Regions from separate parts of the Sus scrofa genome. Here all the other regions are linked to region 2. The links are chromatin contacts, called in public Hi-C and promoter capture Hi-C maps. All regions are on one chromosome and are shown on one strand. Each heading gives the region's core, a stretch centred on a gene start, on an enhancer-like site or on the middle of the called end of the contact. The rest is flanking DNA. Distances are from core to core; before and after follow the strand shown. Region 1 overlaps LOC110255500 (a long non-coding RNA gene). Region 2 has its middle 140 kb from the start of NAMPT. Region 3 has its middle 66 kb from the start of PIK3CG.

Region 1 (3,794 bases), core at 624-3,123, 270 kb before region 2:
CTTGAAATTCTCTGTTGTTGCTGTGTTTTGGGGAGTGAGAAAGCTAGAATTCCCTTAATTCTTTCAAGATCTATCAGTAATTCTTCCTGAGCTATAAAGTGACCTACATGTTTTAAGCTTAATTGTATTTTGTCTTTGACACCTTACGCCTCTTAGAAGCTAATTGTTGCGATAGATGAGTCGTGTCTCTTTGGCAATCTCTTCACTTCTAGAACACAAGTCAGCTGCATATTGAATTAAAGCAAAGCTCCTGGAAAGTGTACATCAGCCAAATCAGTTTCAAGTATTTGAGAAAAACAAGGCTTTTATATAGGCTTGTGGCCTAACTGCCCAGGTACATGGATGATCTTCTCATGTGAAGGTAAAGAGGCTTTCTTTTTCTCCTGGAATGCCAAGGAATGGAATGCACTACACACATCAGTTACTAAGAAATAATGGTGGCTGCTGGGAAGACTGAGAGCAGAGTGTGAGAATTCCTAAGAACCACAGGGTGGCAGGGAATCACAGTATTATCTATAGCTCTCAGGTTCAGCCTTTTCTGTTTGGCTTCTTACCAATAAACTGAAAGTATTGCAAGGATTGGTGTAAGGAATTATAAGTCTTTTCTGAAGGAAATCCTGGGTAATAGGTCTTATTCCATTTATTGCTTCTGGTCTGAGTGGATATTATCAGATATTAGATGGAGGCTTGGGATTATCGATAGTTACTTTATTAGAAGTATAGCCATTTTAATTTTCCCAATATCTGAGGAAGAAAATGGCCACAATTCCTCAGGCACTTGTAATAGTAAATCATTGATTTCCTTTTGATTTGTCTGAATTTTTGTCTTTATATCCATTATTTTTTCAGTAATTATGTTCTGGTCTTCATTTATATCTTCTAAATCTAAAGTCATCTAACCTTTAGATGAAAAGTTAATATGGGCATTATATGCCTCTAAAAGGTCCTGTCAGGTGAATTGTCACCAAAAGGAATACATGCTTTCTGTGATAGTTCCTAGCTGAAAAGTTACTGGCTTTGATTTAAAAACCTGCATAGCATATTTGTCTTTCTCAGACTTACTTCACTTAGTATGATAATCTCTAGATTGATCCATGTTGCTGCAAATGACAATATTTCATTCTTTTTATGGCTGAGTAATACTCCATTGTGTATGTGCATGTGTGTGTGTGTGTGTATAAAACGTCTTATTTATCCATTCATTTGTTGATGGACATTTAGGAGATGTAGAGAGAGAGAGAAATACCATATGATATCATTTATATGTGGAATCTTAAAAAAATGATACAAATGATCTTATTTGCAAAACAGGAATAGACTCGCAGATATAGAAGACAAATTTATGGTTCCCAAAGAGGAAAGGAGGTGGGAGGGATAAATTAGGAATTTGGGATTAACAGTTACACACTATTATATGTAAGATAGATAAACAACAAGGGCCTACTTTACAGCACAGGGAACTATACTCAATATTTTGTAATAGCTTATAATGGAAAAGAATCTGAAAAAATATATAAAACTGAATTGCTTTGCTGTACACCTGAAACATTATAAATCAACTATACTTCAATTTAAAAATTCTTAAATCATTTGCATTAAAAAAACCTGCCTAAGAAAATTTGAAACCCCTACCATTTGATTATTTATTCTGAGGGAGAGGGTAATGAATAAGGGTCAGGGTAAGAATAGATAATGTTGGGAGTTCCCGTTGTGGTGCAGAGGAAATGAATCTGACTAGTATCCATGAGGATGTGGGTTTGATCCCTGGCCTTACTCAGTAGGTTGGGGATCTGGCATTGCCGTGAGCTGTGGTGTAGTTTGCAGACGTGGCTCAGATCCTGAGTGGCTTGTGACTGAGGCGTAGGCCAACAGCTACAGCTCCAGTTTGACCCTTTGCCTGGGAACTTCCATATGCCTCGGGTGCGGCCCTAAAAAAAAAAAAAAAAAAAAAGAAAAAAAGGAAAACAAACAAAAAAGAACAGATAGTGCCGTGCCAGTGTCTATAGGACCTTAGACATTTCCCCTCTGATCATTATTTCAATTTCTCCTAAGGTATTTTTGATGAGGAGGGGAAATACCCTTTCATAATCCTCAGAGCACCCCTATTGCTTTTGAATTTTACCTTGCTCTGACTCTTGCTTAAAACGGTGGCAGTCTCTTTTAAAATGTCTAGGGTTTTTTTTTTTTTTTTTTTTTCAGTAAAAGCAGGTGAGGTCATTGCAAGCCTGGCTGGCATTTGGGCAGGTTAATTTTGGAGGGCTGCCAAACTGCTGTAGCTGCCCATTTATAATTTTGGCAGCTTTTTCTTTTGCCTCTTTCTGTAAGGTTTTAGAAAGCTTATCAGCACTAGTGACAAGCACATTAGGATGTGAAGTAGTCCAGTCAGTGTAGTGCAGTCATGTCTTCTAGTTAGCCATGCCAATTCTTTTTTTTTTTTTTTTTTTTTTTTTTTTTTGTCTTTTTGCTATTTTTTTGGGCCACTCCCGAGGCATATGGAGGTTCCCAGGCTAGGGGTCCAATCGGAGCCGTAGCCACCAGCCTACGCCAGAGCTACAGCAACGTGGGATCCGAGCCGCGTCTGCAACCTACACCACAGCTCACGGCAACGCCGGATTGTTAACCCACTGAGCAAGGGCAGGGACCGAACCCGCAACCTCATGGTTCCCAGTCGGACTCGTTAACCACTGCACCACGACGGGAACTCCAGCCATGCCAATTCTTTATCCAGTCCTTCTAGAAAAATGGAATTTAATACTGGATCATTCTTATAGTTCAGGAAACTGGATCCATGCCAGAATGTTGTTTGAATGTCTTTTCAAGTCTTTCTAAATAATACAAAATAGCTTCTCCTGGCCTCTGTTTGCCCTGATGGATCTTTGACAATCTATAGTCTGTGGGAAGATTTTCAGGATAGCCTGATAAAAGTTGTGGGCAATTCCTCTACATTTCTGTAGCCTCAGGCTTGTGAAAACCCTCCATAGGTGCCTTCCAACTTATCTCTTCGAGCCATTCTTTTGCTTTTTTTTCAGAGACTGGTAAATGTACAAACTGGTATAAGTCTGAATATCCAGGCTTGTAAGTTCTTCCTATAAGATCAAATTCTTTAGAAAACACTAAAGGGTCTTATAAGGCATTTGGAAAACCCTTAGTTAAATTCCTAAGTTCTGTCCTAGTTCAAGTGGTATAGGTAAGGGTAGGTTCCCCTTGGCTTGTGGGCTTCTCCTTTAAGGGAGCACCTATCACCTTGGGGTTGCTTTCGTTTTCCACCTCGGATACAGTACATTTTTCTTTTGGTGTTGAGGGAGAGAGAGTGAGAAGGTCAGGGCAGGGGAGCTCAGAAGAGGATAGAAAGAGGCTAGTGGAGGAGGGGCATGAGGAGAAACAGTGGCTTCTGGGGCTTTTTCTTATTTAGCCACTCTTTCTAGCAATGCTTGGCTTGCTTCTTACAGTGAGGCCATTTTATTATTTCCTCATTTTGAGGCTTCCAGGCACCAAGTAAATACCTCCCATTCTGGTTGTTTGACGTAAAAATCAAACAAGCTGGTTTTTTCTAATTGAGCATGCAAATAAATCAATTTGAATAAATCAAAAGTGCCCCATTTGGCCATATCTGGAACGGGTTACCTTTGGTTGGATTTTCCCATTTGGTTAAATACTTACAAGTGTCAGTCCCATAGGTATTATACATAAACCCGGCCAGTGTTCCCAGAGGTGGATGTCTGTATGGGAGCTATGTGGTCTTTGAGGCAAGGTTTCCAATCATTACCTTGGTGGCCTAATGCAGATATGAGGTC
Region 2 (4,081 bases), core at 371-2,870:
ACAATGAAACCTTTCCAGGTTGGTGCTGCCTGACCTCAATCCACCTATCACGTGTGACTACCGACCATGTCCACATGCTAGGCCTGCTTTATTGCTTGTGACTGAATGCCATTTGCCTTGCCCTGCTGTCTCCATGGTTTATGAGCTTTTAAGACAGAGTGAACCCTGTCTTCTAGTTCCAAAGGATTTCTCACCCAAATTCTGTTTGACTATTTTGTCAGACAGTGGACGAAGCCAAAGGAAATTAAGCTCATTCCTGGGGTTACATTTCATAGGCAAATAAAGCTTGTCCAGCTTCTTTTCCCAAGGGTATGGCCCCAGTGTATTTTTCAAGGAAGCTGCTTTAAAAATATGTCTTCTGCTAGCATTTCCTTCATTCAAATCTAATTGAATGTGGAAGTAACCTGGACTGAGTGAAATGTATCTACTTATCTTACATGGGGAGGAACCTTGGGCAAAGACCTTGGGATACCTCCACTTCTGCTTCTTCATTCCCCTTCCTTATTCACCCAACTGGCATCTGGTTTTGGTTTAACTGTGTGCCAGGTGTTTTCCTGCGGGTATAACAGTAGTTCACCTTAACAGCCGTAGTGGCCAGTATTTGCATGCTGTGTACAGATCACAGACCATCTCCACCCAGAACATCTCACTCACCTCTCATGTGCCTAAGAGGCAAGCAGTGTTATTACCATGCCTGTTTTACAGATGATAAGCCTCAATTTTAAACCCTTCCACCCTGTCTCATCTTCCAGTCACCTGCAAACACTGCCCAGCCTCACTCAGGCACAACTAGACAGTTTCTGGCTTTGGGCCTGCGCTCCCGCTTCCTGCCTGGGCTGTCTCTGTCTCTAACGGCTCTGATGCGGGTGAGGGGCTGGGGATAGGGCTCCTGAAGCACCTACTGGAAGCCCATATATTGTGAAATTTAGGAATGGAAAGGAGAAAGGCCTCTGTCCTCATTATAGGCACCACTTAATCCGTGGGGGCTGGGCCAAAAGATAGAAGCTTGCCGCAGTTACCTGAGACCCATTTCCTAGGGCTCTTCCCAGGGTCTGCAGGCCACAGCCTGTAGTGGTCGCTCAACTCAACAGTGCATCCTTGTGCTAGCCGTTTTCCTCTCCCCACTTTATGTTCCATCCCCCACTTTCACTACTCAGGGCTTCTTCCCAAACAAACACCCTGTACACAAACCTTTATACTTCCAGCTCTGCTTCCAAGGAAGCTGGACTGAAATCACAAGATGAGATGACTCATGTGCAAGACTAAGAGTCAGGTCCTCTGATTCCAAACTCCATGAGCTCCCCCTTCTCCTCCTTGTGCCAAGAGAACCAAAAGCCTGAGCGCTCAGAGGCTGGACAGAGAAACACCTAACTGCAAAAGAGAAGTGTCAGGGCAGAAGTAGAAGCAAATGACTCTGGATCAGAGAAAAGTGTTGAGCAGAGTGAGGTGGGAGTGTGGGCTGGAGAGGAAACGTTTCACGGGGTAGGTAACTGGGAGGTCTCCCAACCACGTTCTCTACAGCCAGTGCCATCTGGTGTTTTCTCTGCAAGCACAGTCATTTCTTCTTAGCACTTATCACAACCTGTGAGTAAATGTTTACTTCTGGTTTGTTGTCTCTCTCTCTTTGCCAAGAGGGCAGGGTCCATGTCTGTTTTTTTCACCACAATATCCTCAGCACCTAGCACAGTGCCCAGAACATACTTGGCAACTAATATGCTGGCAAATCAAAAAATCAGACAGAGAAGGTCGGACAGAGAAAGACAAATATCATATGATATCACACGTATGTGGCATCTAAACAAATGGTACAAATGAATGTATTTACAAAACAGAAATAGACTCACAGACCTAAAAAACAAACTTAAGGTTAGCAAAAAGGGAAGTGGGGTAGAGGAGGAGGGATAAATTAGGAGTTTGCTATTAATAGATACACACTACTATATATAAAATAGATAACCAACAAGGTCCTACTGTATAGCACAAGGAACTATATCATATAAGTTGAACAACATTCAGTATCTTGTAATAACCTATAATGGAAAAGAATCTGAAAAAGTGTATATATATACTGAAAATGTATATATATATCAATAAAAAATATCAAGGGATTTCCCACTGTGGCTCAGTAGTAACGAACATGACTAGTAACCATGAGGATGTGGGTTCGATCCCTGGCCTTGCTCAGTGGGTTAAGGATCCGATGTTGCCACAAACTGTTGTATAGGTTGAAGACGTGGCTTGGATCTGGCATTGCTGTGGCTGTGGTGTAGGCCAGCAGCTGTAGCTCCCATTCAACCCCATAGCCTGGGAACTTCCATATGCTGCATGTGTGGCCCTAAAGAGAAAAAAAAAATCAATTGCAATTGGTGAACAATTCAATAAATATGTTCCTGTATATATGAATGAGTGAATGGTATTATGGGTAAAGTTAACAGCACAAAGGAAGGAATGGATGAGTACGTGAGTACGGCTTGTTCAAAGAACGCCTGTGGGTGCTTATACCAGATGTCTGCGAGAGTAGTGAAGCCATGAGTAGTTAGGGAAAATACTTCTTACAGTAATATTGAAGCCATATAAGTATTCTGGTCACATTCTTTGTGTTGGAAGATGAAAGTGCTTCTGCCTAACTGGTTATATAACTTGGATTTTCATGAGTCTGCTGTTGCTTTCAGTAAGTGTGCTTTCCTCCCCTTTAGGCATTAGTTGGGATGGGTGTTGACAGCGCCTGATCTTGTTTGCAGGTGTGGGACCATGTGGTCCAGGTGTGTCTTGGATTATCTGCTGCTATTGTCACCAGTATTTTGCACCTGTATTTTGTGTATTTTGTGTATTTCACCTGTATTTTGTGTATTGGAAGAGCCTTTCCTAAGTCTCACCCAGTGGCCTACCTCAGAGTATCTGTCTAGGGGTATAGCTACCCTTCATTCTTTGCCTTGCCTTTCTTACCTGAACGCTCACAGCCTTGAGATCCCTAATAGTCATATAAGATGGCACATATTAACAACTTATAAAACTGAACAACAACAACAACAACAACAAATAACCCAATAGAAAAATGGGCGGAAGACCTAAATAGACATTTCTCCAAAGAAGACATACAGTTGGCCAGTAGACACATGAAAAGACGCTCAACATCACTAGTTATTAGAGCAATGCAAATCAAAATTACAGTGAGGTACCACTTCACACAGGTCAGAATGGCCATCATTAGAACGTCTACAAATAACGAATGCTGGAGAGGGTGTGGAGAAAAGGGAACCCTCCTCTGCTGTTGGTGGGAATGTAAATTGGTACAGCCAATATAGAAAAGAGTATGGAAGTTCCTCAGAAAACTAAATATAGAACTACCATATGATCCAGCAATCCCACTCTTGGGCATATATCCAGATAAAACTATAATTCAAAAAGATACATGCACCTATATGTTCATGGCAGCACTATTCACAATAGCCAAGACATGGAAACAACCTGAATGTCCATTGACAGATGAATGGATTCAGAAGATGTGGAATATACATATACACAATGGAATACTACTCAACCATAAAAAGAATGAAATAATGCCATTTGCAGCAACATGGATGTAACCAGAGATTCTCATACTAAGTGAAGTAAGTCAGAAAGAAAAGGACAAATACCATATGTTATTGATTATATGCGGAGTCTAAAATATGGCACAAATGGATCTATCTACAAGCAGAAACAGATTCACAGACATAGAGAACAGACTTGTGGTTGCCAAGGGGGAGGGGGGAGGGAGTGGGATGAATGGGGAGTTTGGGGTTAGTAGATGCAAACTATTACATTTAGAATGGATGGTTGGTGAGATCCTATTGTGTAGCACAGGGAACTATATCCAATTTCCTGGATGACCATGATAGAAAATAGTATTTTAAAAAAGAACGTGAAAAAAAAAAAACCTGTATTAATCACACACTGGTGGAACAGACACTGTGCCAGGCACATATCTCTCCTGGTTGACAGGTGATTCTATGTGCTCTAAGCTGTTCAAATGCCTTGCTCATCCTCCAATAATTTAGATTCGTCACTGCAGTCCCTCAGCCCTGGTTCTTTTCCTGAG
Region 3 (3,888 bases), core at 1,230-3,729, 330 kb after region 2:
GGACCCAAATAAAAATCATGGCTGTTGCAGCTGCCTGTTCCTGCCCAGAAAAGCACTCTTTCTCCTTGCTGCAGTGGAGATGGGGGTTGGCGGGAGAAGAAACCAAATTCTCAGCTGAGTGTCTTCTAAGAGGCTCTTGCTATTTGCTAACACACAGTGCAACCCTGGCACCCTTTGTGGTTGCTCTGAAGGTCTCCCCAGGAGATACCCTTTCTCACAACAGCCCAGTGTTGATTGATTTCATGTCCACTTAGGATGGACCATGAAGTTGCTCTCTTTATTCTTTTTCTTTTTGCCCATGGCATGCAGAAGTTCCTGGGCCAGGGATCGAACCCACACCACAGCTGCGACTCAAGCCACAGCAGTGACAGTGCCAGATCCTTGAGCTGCTGCGTCACCAAGGAAGTCCATTTATTCTTAATTTATAATACCTCGCAGCAACATTACAAAGTTGAGGGTTACATTTTTATGGGTCATTCATTTATTCATTCAACAAGTATTTATTGAGTATTTCTAGACATGGCAGGAACTTATTAAGCATAGAGTAAGTAAACAAATTGATATGTAACGTAAGATAGCGATAAGTAATAGGAAGAAAAATAAAGCAGAGTGAGAGGGTAGAAAAATACAGGCAGGGAGTGACAACATTAGTGATATGAAATGGAAAACCAGTCAGTTTTCCTTTCTCCGTGTCTACAAGGTAAACACCTATTGCACTGCAACTGATTTCAAAGAATTTCAATGCAGCTGCCTGGGATATGGGACATTGTAAAAAGTCACCACAAGTGTTGCATCTTCAGCCTTGTTGATCTAGAAATCCAGTTTTGTCCATTCACCCAGGGAGGATCAGATTCTGACAGATTGATCCCGGCTAATCATACAAAGGGAGATACACTTATAAACCAGAGTGTTAGTTTCTTGATCTATAAAAGAAGGTATATCTGACCAGTCAGCAGGCTCTGCTCTTTGCTTGAGCATGTCTTTCTGGCAGGGAAGTCCTCTTAGAAAAACACACTAATGCCATATTTAAATGTTTGACTACCATGGCAACCCATAGGGACACTTTTGCATGCACCTATGCCTGCAGGTGTGTGATTTGAAGAGCAGACTGTGACTCTTTGTGATTAGAAAAGGGTATCCTACTTTCTGGTAGATACAGGCCCATGATGATGAGGGGAAGGTGGGCTGGATTTCACCCCCAACTCATTTCTTAGGGTAGGGGTCGTTGTGCAGTGTAAAACCTAGGCAAGAGTATATAGCAGACCTAATAGAAGCAGTGAATTAAAACAAGAGTAATTGGGTATTTTAAGGAATATTTCCATTAAAGTATATGGCATATGGTATCAAGAAGAGTGACTGTCATGAAATGATGTCTTTTCACCTTCCAGTGTATGTGAAACCTATTTAAAAAAATCAAAGTTTCCTTTGTTAATCCCATATGAAATAATGGATCCAACTCTAAAGAGGTCCTTTTGGTCTTTTCTAGGGCTGTACCCGCAGTATATGGAGGTTCCCAGGCTAGGGGTCTAATCAGAGCTGTAGCCACCGGCCTACACCAGAGCCACAGCAATGCCAGATCCCAGCTGCATCTGAGACCTACACCACAGCTCACTGCAACGCCAGATCCTTAACCCACTGAGCAACCTACAGTTACTAGTCAGGTTCATGAACCACTGAGCCATGACAGGAATTCCTTCTTTTTTTTTTTTTTTTTTTTTTTGTTAAACATCCAACAGTGGCTGAAAATATTTTAAAGTCATTCTGGAAAGTGTTCACATTTCCACACTCTATTTCACTGCAAGAAAAAGGGCAAATTCCAGCAAGAGAAGCTGGAATCCTGGAGAGAAAGAGATGAGACAACTTGGGTTTGCCCCTCCCCCTGCAAGGGTAGCTGAAATCAGCCAGTTCAGCAAACAATTGTACTGCCCCCCCACCCCCCACCTGTTAGAGAAAAGGACAGCAAACAACCTGCAAAAGGCCACATCAAGTTTTATCCTGATATGCAGGTCTGATCCACTCCCTTGCTGGGCCCCCTCGGTGTGGCCAAGCCTGGAGGTCACTCTTCCCCTTCCTTTCTCCTCTATCTGTCCTTCCCTGGGGCTTGCCTTAAAGGACAGTTTCTTGATCAGAAGAAATCAATTCTAAGACATTAACCACTTGAAAACAGTGATCGGGTCACCCCTACCATTCATGGGCTCTAAGACAAGAATGTGATAGAGGCCCACAAACCGTCTATGTATTTAGACGTTATCATCAATGCTAAGGAGCTGCTGAATGAAACATGTTCTGTTCTCCTACCTGATAAATGTACCTTCCAAGGGACCCAGAATGCCAGGTGGCAGTACAGGGAAAGCCAGCTCCTGGCCACAGCCAACCCTGCACTTGGGGTTTCCTCTGGCTCTGGTAGATACAACAGCTCACAGAGCCAAGCTCCATCCACATCCCCAGGGACGGCTGTCCCCAGGCCAGCCACCTCTGAGGCCTAAGGCTGTCAACAACAGGGTACGCCCCCTGGAGGTCAGACCAGGAAAGAGCCCGTGCAAAACCTGGGAGCCCGCTCAGTGGTGGCAGAAAATTCCAGGCGCCTGGCACCTTGATGAAGGTCTGGAAGGCTGGTCCTCGACTCCAGGTGGCATATCCTCTTGAGTCCACTGATTGCCCCACCACACGAGGATGGACAGGGCCAGAGCAGGGTCCTCTAAATACAGACCTGGCCTGGATCTAAGTGGTACTGTCACTGATTATTTGATTTTTAGTCCTAGCTACTTCAATTATGAGTCTGATCTCAAAGTGCAGTCCTGAAGAAGCCTGTTAAAATGTAAATTCCTAAGCCTTAGCCCAGACCTAGGAATCAGTTGATCTGGACAAAGTTTCAAGGAATCTTTATTTTTTTTTTTAATCTATAATGATTTTTATTTTTTTACATTATAGCTGGGTTATAGTGTTCTGTCAGTTTTCTACTGTACAGCAAGGTGATCCAGTTACACATACATATACACATTCTTTTTTTCTCCCATTATCATGCCCCATCATAAGTAACTAGACAGAGTTCCCAGTGCTATACAGCAGGATCTCATTGCTTATCCATTCCAAAGGCAATGGTTTGCATCTATTAACCCCCATTTTTTTTTTTTTTTTTTGGAATCTTCATTTTTAAACAATCTTCCTAAATGACTCTTACTCTGAAAGTTGAGAAATGTTATCAAACAGCTCGGGCCCTGCCTTTCACAGGAATCTATAAAATCTATCCCCTAACGCTGGGCCCCTGAATGAACTAATGAATGGCTCTCCATCCTAGAGATATTATCATCTAGATAACCTCGTGAGACTTCCAGAAGCTAAGGCCAGACTCTTCAGCAGAGGGTTAGATAAACACTGACCACACTGTACTCGCCAGTTCCAAGAACACCATTACTTAATTCCTGGCAAGTAGCAATGTAATTGAATAGGTCACAGTTTGCTTCTAGCCAGCTTCGTGGGAACACCGTGATCTCTTATCAAAGATTCTGAAAACATGCATGGTTTCCCAACTGTAGTGGGGCAATTTTTTAATTATTACTCAATTCTGTGCCATTTAAGTCCCCTCATTCTTTCCTTTCACCCACCATTCAGCAGTCTGTGGGCACCTTCTGAATAGCTCACCTTCAGGGTAGAACCATCCAGGCAGAACAAAAGCCATGGGTTATAAGCTACCAGGAAGATTTTGGTCAATCTATAGCAAAGACCACTGTCTGCTTTCTACTGGAAGGGGCATGCATCTGAGAGAAGAAAAGTGAGTTTCTCCTTTTTAAAAAAATTGCAAATACCAGAGCTTAACTTTAAATATCAAGATCCAAAACCCATGAATTCAGAGAACCTTATACCATAACCCACTGATAGAAGAAGAAT

Evidence for each region. Promoter capture Hi-C pulls out the DNA fragments that hold promoters and counts their contacts. Hi-C and Micro-C count contacts between places; a contact is called where the count stands out from the background.
Region 1: a contact with region 2 is called in a promoter capture Hi-C map of liver, with 4 times the contacts expected there. The contact joins two enhancer-like sites. A contact is called at or near these places in 1 of 5 promoter capture datasets (liver) and 1 of 47 Hi-C or Micro-C datasets (liver).
Region 3: a Hi-C map of liver shows a contact between it and region 2, with 2.1 times the contacts expected there. The contact joins two enhancer-like sites. A contact is called at or near these places in 2 of 47 Hi-C or Micro-C datasets (both in liver) and 1 of 2 datasets of contacts at active chromatin or transcription factors (skeletal muscle).

What each region holds. Positions count from the first base shown.
Region 1 is chr9:106,035,333-106,039,126 of Sscrofa11.1, forward strand. All of the region lies in intron 1 of LOC110255500 (a long non-coding RNA gene), which reads left to right. Among named protein-coding and RNA genes, the nearest start is that of SYPL1, 52 kb to the left of the region's middle. Within about 2 kb of position 1,874, at least 4 of the 83 cell types and tissues checked have an H3K27ac peak or open chromatin away from gene starts, as enhancers often do. A contact at or near this core is called in liver, where this site is marked.
Region 2 is chr9:106,302,656-106,306,736 of Sscrofa11.1, forward strand. No RefSeq gene overlaps it. Among named protein-coding and RNA genes, the nearest start is that of NAMPT, 140 kb to the left of the region's middle. Within about 2 kb of position 1,621, at least 13 of the 83 cell types and tissues checked have an H3K27ac peak or open chromatin away from gene starts, as enhancers often do. A contact at or near this core is called in liver, where this site is marked.
Region 3 is chr9:106,636,777-106,640,664 of Sscrofa11.1, forward strand. No RefSeq gene overlaps it. Among named protein-coding and RNA genes, the nearest start is that of PIK3CG, 66 kb to the right of the region's middle. Within about 2 kb of position 2,480, at least 8 of the 83 cell types and tissues checked have an H3K27ac peak or open chromatin away from gene starts, as enhancers often do. A contact at or near this core is called in liver, where this site is marked.